Regions from separate parts of the Mus musculus genome. Here region 2 is linked to region 1. Evidence: chromatin contacts called from public HiChIP or PLAC-seq data. All regions are on one chromosome and are shown on one strand. Each heading gives the region's core, a stretch centred on a gene start, on an enhancer-like site or on the middle of the called end of the contact. The rest is flanking DNA. Distances are from core to core; before and after follow the strand shown. Region 1 holds the start of Fam25c (family with sequence similarity 25, member C). Region 2 has its middle 7.8 kb from the start of Opn4.

Evidence for each region. HiChIP or PLAC-seq counts read pairs in DNA pulled down with a chosen protein or histone mark.
Region 2: a contact with region 1 is called in an H3K27ac HiChIP or PLAC-seq map of embryonic stem cells, with 6 read pairs. The contact joins the enhancer-like site here to the promoter of Fam25c in region 1. A contact is called at or near these places in 12 of 39 promoter capture datasets (the 3T3-L1 cell line, 3T3-L1-derived adipocytes, the C10 cell line and 7 more), 4 of 115 datasets of contacts at active chromatin or transcription factors (embryonic stem cells and epiblast stem cells) and 1 of 9 other capture datasets (pancreatic islet).

What each region holds. Positions count from the first base shown.
Region 1 is chr14:34,353,936-34,357,209 of GRCm38.p6, reverse strand. Fam25c (family with sequence similarity 25, member C) reads left to right here and starts at 1,817. Exons shown (of 3, transcript NM_183278.2): 1 at 1,817-1,924. The coding sequence starts at 1,852.
Region 2 is chr14:34,606,299-34,609,572 of GRCm38.p6, reverse strand. No RefSeq gene overlaps it. Among named protein-coding and RNA genes, the nearest start is that of Opn4, 7.8 kb to the right of the region's middle. Within about 2 kb of position 1,707, at least 20 of the 459 cell types and tissues checked have an H3K27ac peak or open chromatin away from gene starts, as enhancers often do. A contact at or near this core is called in embryonic stem cells and trophoblast stem cells, where this site is marked.

The DNA.
Region 1 (3,274 bases), core at 568-3,067:
ATTGTGTGTATGACTGCAACAGGCATGTGTGTGCTGTGACATATGTGTGGTCAGAGGACAACATAGGGTATCAGCCCTCACCGGCCACCTTGTTTGGGACTGAGTCTCATATTTTTCCCCACTGTACATACCAGGCTAGACAGTCCACAAGCATCCTGTGGTTCTCCCGCCTCTGCCTCCCATCTTCCTGGACTAGTTGTAGGATTATGGACACTCCATACTGGAGCCGGCTTTATGCAGATCCTGGGGATTTGAACTCAGGCCCTTAGGCTTATGTGGCAAGTGCTCTGCCCACTGAGTAATCATTTTCCCTGCCTTCTATTTCTTAAGAAGGGCTCTTCCAAGTCACCTGTCTGTCCACGTCTGCCCCAAGGAGATAGCAATGATATGGATGGGGCTTGGCTATGTGACCGGAGGTCCTGCTGCCCATAGCACCCTTTAATCACAGTCCGGGTCTACCAATACCACACAGGAATGTGGGAGGACCTCAGCTCTAAAGGGCATGGGCTATGAGGGCCCTTCGTCTGGTAAACACTAATTAAGTCGTGTCATACCTAGCAGGGCAGGTTTGAGGGATGAGAGAGGCTTCAACAGGGAAGAGATGTTAGCCATAGTCTAGATTATGTAAATAGGGACATTGGATGACCTTCTGGCCCTGGCCCTAGGTCAATGGAGTCCATATCCCTCATCTCTTTAGCATCAAGGGGTCTAACATCCCAGCTGCGCCTTGGTCCCCTGCCGTAGTGAGCAGGGCCTACTGTCTAGAGGAATTTCTTGGATGAGCAGGAGGGAACAGGTATTTGCAAGAACCTGTGTACTTGACCCACTGACTATCAATGACACAGCCAGGAAGACATAGCTATCCCATTTTATAGATGGAGAAACTGAGGCTTTGTTTGAACTAGTGATTAAGGGAGGTAATATGTGGAATGTGGCTTGAGGAATCTCTGCCTATCCTGAGTAATGAGGGAGGCACCCTGACCCTCTGTATCCGACACACCAGGAAACTGTAGAACTGCTCCTAGGGGGAATTCTAGTTAAGACAAGTGGCGATGGGGTCTTCTGCCTCATTGTCTAGGATATGGGAAGTGAAGTGGCTACGGTTAAACTCACAGATTTCCCTAGAAGCTGCCCCCCCCCGCCCCAGGGTACAAAGCGGCCAGCATGTCCCCATGTGCTGGCTGCCCCAGTCCTGGGTAACCCGGGAGCTAAGATGAGAGAAAATCAGCTGACTGAGCCAGGATGACCACATGGGTCAATGCTGTGCCCTCCAGACGGTCAGGCAACACTCTGAGCCCCCTGTCTAGGGGCGACTACTTGGCTGTTCTGCTGGGGCAGGGTCCTTGGCAATGGGACCACTTGTGTCTGGCCTCAGGGGTGCTTTGGTGCTAGGCTTTAGAAGGCTGACTAGGCCACAGACAGGACTCTTGACAGGCACCCCAGAGGTCTTGACATCATGCACACAGCAGTGCCCAGATTTAGAGAGCCTAGATCCCAGCTAGGACCTGGCAGAACTATTGTTCCCAAGTGCTATCTTCTCGAAGAACATTTGAGCTCCTTGCCCTGGAGACCAGACCTGTTCAGAGATGACCTCTCTGGTTCTGCCTTTTATCTCTGCTTCACAGGGTCCTTGAAGAGGGGGTAGTGGGTGGGGGCTCATTGAAAGAAGGCTTGTGCACAGTACTGGGGTAGCCCCACCCAGGCTCTGACCTGACTCATCTGCTCAGCCTACTACTGGCTAGGTAAGGGCTTGGTGCCCTGGAGCCTGGCAGGCTGTGGTAGGCATATATAAAAAGCACGCTCTTCCAGTCTGAGGAGCAAGCTTTACCTGTCACTGTCTGCTGCCATACGATGCTGGGAGGCCTGGGGAAGCTGGCGGCCGAGGGCCTGGCCCACCGCACAGAGAAAGCCACTGAGGGAGCAGGTAAGGGCCTGGGCTTTCTATCTGCCCAGAAGTTGGCAGCAGACTCCTCCCTCTGGGTCTGTTGAGAGCTGATTCCAGCAGGCAGGCAAGGGTGTTTGGGTAGGCTAAGGGCCATCAGGAAACTTGACCTGCTGGCCCCACCAGGAGATAGCAAAGTCAGAGGCACAGAGGCTGGGGTAGTTGCTCAGAAAAGAGTCACAGCCTTCCCACTAGGGATTTGCTTCATGACCCAGGCTGAACTTGCTTGGAGGTCAGGAGGAGGCCAACCCCAGGGGTGGGGGGTGGGGGTGGGATCCAGGAGGCCAGCAGGAACCGGTGGCTTGGGTCCTTCTTTCTGGAAGCCTAGAGTGCCTTTTATGTCAGTATTGCTTATTTCAGGGCCTGAGGTTGTAGCTCGGTGGTGGAACATTTGTCTATGCAAGGTCCTGGATTTTTGCAAGAACCCTAAAGCAAAACGAAACAAAACTCCTGCCTAGTTTGATCAGTTTATGCAAAAATCTAGGAGGGTGGATTTTCATTTTCACCATGCTTTAAAGCTTCAAAGGTTCTTTTATTATGAAACCATGGAGGCTGATCCTGCTCAAAGTCTAAAAGGACGTTTCCATTTCTTCCAAGAACCTAGAACAGGGTTCTGCCGGCCAAGGCCTCCTGGTACATGGTCGTATGACTCCTACTTCAGGACACAGATAAACACCTGAGTCAAGTTGGCAGTCTCTTTGGACATGGCTGCAGCAGACACATCAGCACTTACTTCATTCTTAGCCCAGCAGCTGGATCTGACCCTCTTCTTCTTCTGTTTTTTTTTTTTTTAAGATTATTTATTTTATGTATATGAGTGCACTGTAGCTGTCTTCAGGCACATCAGAAGACGGCATCAGATCCCATTACAGATGGTTGTGAGCCACCATGTGGTTGCAGGGAATTGAACTCGGGACTTCTGGAAAGAGCAGCCAGTGCTCTTAACTGCTGAGCCATTTCTCCAGCCCCTGACACTTCTTATTCCTTCAGCCTTCTTAGTTGTGAGGGACACAGCAGAGGAAGGTGGTATTAGAAGCAGTTCTGGATCTGAAATTTGGGTTCAAGCTCCCACAAAACCTCCCAGAACCTGGAGGTAATTAGGGGTATCCTCTTCCAGGAAGGGCTGCCTTGAGGAGCTTAGCTTCTCTGAGGGTGTCCAGGTGTGGCTGAAGCAGGACAGCCAGCTCTTCCTAGCTAACAAACTAGCTAGCTAGCTAACTAATTGACCATCAAACCTACTTTGGCTCAGGCCTCCAGTTGGCAGAGGCTGGCTGTTCTAGGTATCCATGCCTTTCCTGGCTGAGGGGAGGGGCATGGAGGGCTTTGTACATC
Region 2 (3,274 bases), core at 458-2,957, 250 kb before region 1:
TAGGTCCATTTTTCTGGCTTTTGCTTGACAGGGTTTCTCTGTGTAGCCCTGGCTGTCCTGGAACTCATTTTGTAGGCCAGGCTGGTCTCGAACTCAGAGATCCACTTATCTCTGCTTTACAGGTGTGGCCACCACTTCTTGGGGAATAGACTTATTCTTTATGTTAAGGGGTGCCCTGGGACAAATGAGCTCATCTATTACATCTGTATGTTCTGAAACTAGAAAAACACCTGGATGAGTTCTGGCTGTGAGCCTCTTGGCAGCCTTGCTTAAAGCTTTGGTTATCACTCGATGCTATTCATTGTAGTTCATTGTAGTGGTATGTTATGCTGTGGATTTGACTTAATCTTGTTTTTCAAGGATCTATTGTAGTTGAAGGTTTGGTCTTTAGGGTGGCTCACTTGGAAGCCACTTTAGGAAAGGGCTGATGGAAAATCCTTAGGTCACTGAGGAGCTAGGACTGTGGCACCCCAGTATCTCTGTCTTCTTGTTCGGTAGTGTAAGCCCTCCCATGAATGCGAGCCTCCATTCTGATAACACAGCCAGGAGCTGCTTTGACAAGACTAATGCAGGCCCTTGATCTTCCCCCAAACCTTTGCTTTTTATAAAATGATCTCCCTCAGGTGTCCCACTTAGTAATGCAAAGGCTGGCTGGTACAGTCTGGCTGGTGGACCAAGTCAGTGGTCTACATATCAAAGAATTGTAATTTTCCTTTTTAAGAGACAGGTCTCCATTAGCTCAGGCAAGCCTTGAATTTCATACTGAGTCTAGGATGACCTGGAACTTACTGTTATTCTGCACTTGGGATTACAGGCATATGCCATCATACTGTGTGTGTGTGTGTGTGTGTGTGTGTGTGATGCTATAGATTGAACCTAGGGTTAGGTATGCACTCCACCAATTCAGATACTTCGCTAGTCATAAGGAATTGGTTTTTATTTCAGAGGAACACTCATGGGAAGAAAAGCACCTATGTAGGCTTCTAGACAGTTGGAGCTGAATGGATGATGGGTTTGGACCAAACCCAAGCAAGTTTGACCTCCTTTGATGCTTTGGGAGGCTATACAGCACCTTAGTGATATTCCTCCCAGAATGCTGGTACCGCTAAGCCTCGCAGCTACTTCTTTGGGGGTTTAGCTGACAACAAGAAAAATCCCTTTCCACAAATTCCAAACCCAGATTTGGCGTTCTAAGCCCTTGCGTACAAACAGGGCAATTGCCAGCGGAAGAGAGTGAAGGCTTGGGAGCTGTTCCAGGAGGTGGGACTATAAGGCAGGGGCAATGGGCAGGGAACAGTTTTCACAGAAACGTTTCATTTCTAAAGGATGTGTTTATGTCTTAGATCATGAAAACAAATTCTACAAAATCAATCAGGAGTTCACTCCCTACCCCCACCCACCCCTCAGGGAGGTGACTCATCCCTGCCCCTGCTGGGGATACAAAGTCCCCAGCAGTATCTGTGGGATAAGGGTCAGCTGAGTGACTGTTCTTTTGATGTGAAATCCCAGGACCTAGGAGAGAAAGTGTGCAGTCTTTGCTAGCAGAACCGTGATGCCTGAAGCCTTTCTAATAATCAGAGAAAAGCAAAGGTTCCTAGCGGGAACCACAGACTTGCAACGTGGGAAGTGCAGAGGGCAGGATGGGTTGGGCTGTGAGCTTCGCATTCTGAAGCCTGATTTCAGGGCCTAACCCTGGTCTCCATCCCTTCCCTCTCTCCAGGGAGGGGCAGCCACAGGCATTAGCGGTTCCACTGTATTTAGTGGTTGTCCTCCGTCCAGTGCCATGCCCTGCCTTTCACACCCTGTCCCTGAAGAGAGGCACAGTACCAAGTTCAGATCGCCATCAGTCTCTGCATCGGGGACTGCAAGACACTGCATCTCGTTGGTCTCAGGGTGGCCAGACCCTCACAAAGATTCCCCGCCCACGCAGGTTGCTTTTCGCCTCTTCCAGCTGCATGCCAGGATGTGTGGGAAGGCAGGTAGTAAGGCAGACGCCAGGGCTCAGGCGTGCAGACAGCCTCTGAGGACCAGGCGAGTCCAGGCATCTCCCCAGCAGGCAGGGGAAGCTGATCTGAGGACCCCCAGGCAATGGGTGGAGATCTCAGGGGAAGCCTCAGCCGAGCCAGCCACCTTTTACCCCTCTACTCCTGACACCCTTTATTTTTGGCTGCAAGGCTCAGAACCGTGTCAGCGGCCTCCTTGAAGCCCTAAGGGATGAATGCGGACCTTTTCGGGGATGTTTTATCTTGTTTTCATTTTTGTCTTTTCGAAACCAGATCTAAGTAGCCCAGCTGGCTTCTCGGGTCCAGATCCTCCTGCCTCAGCGTCGGAGTGTTGGGTGTATAGATGTACACCACCGCACACAGCTCCAGAGCTTTAGTGTTGTCGTTGGTTTTGTTTGTTTTTTTTTTAGAGACAGCTTTTCCTGAAGCCCATGCGACAAACTCAGTATAGCCTAGGCCTTAGCTTCTGATCGCATTGCCGGATCACAAGCTCCTCCCACCATGCCCCACTTCCAGAATATATATGTGTATGTGTTTATGTATACATATATATACATATATGTGTGTGTGTGTTGTGTGTGTATATGTGTGTGTGTATATATATATATATATATACACATATATATACACACAATATATATATATATATATATATATATTTATAAGCATGGGTGTGTGTGTGTGTGTGTGTGTGTGTGTGTGTGTGTGTGTATAGGTGGGTTTTGTTTTTTGTTTTTTTGAGACAGGGTTTTTCTGTGTAGCCCTGGCTGTTCTGGAACTCACTTTCCAAACCAGGCTGACCTCGAACTCAGAACTCCACCTGCCTCTGCCTCCCAAGTGCTGGGATTAAAGGCGTGTGCCACCACCGCCCGGCTTTCCTTCATATATTATTTGTGTATGTGTGTGTTTATATACGATGTGCCTGTGTAAGTGTGGGTGCACCTGTGTCATGGTGCACATGTAGAGGTCGGATGACAAATCTAAGGACTCACTTCCCACCTTCCCTCTGACTTCTAGGGATCAAACTCTGGTCGTCAGACTTGTACTGCAAACGTTTTTAACCCACATTCTTGCCTAGCCCTAGGAATGTTGTCTGATCCATAAAATAAAGAGCATAAGATAACAAAGGGAACCAAAAGCACTGAAATATTAATATTACCAAATGACAAATGGTGGGATTGTGACACCCACCATTTGCCATCTTGATAATATTATTGATGATTGACATGCTTCAATGGTCTGACCACAGGTCTCAGTGAAAGTGTAATTTA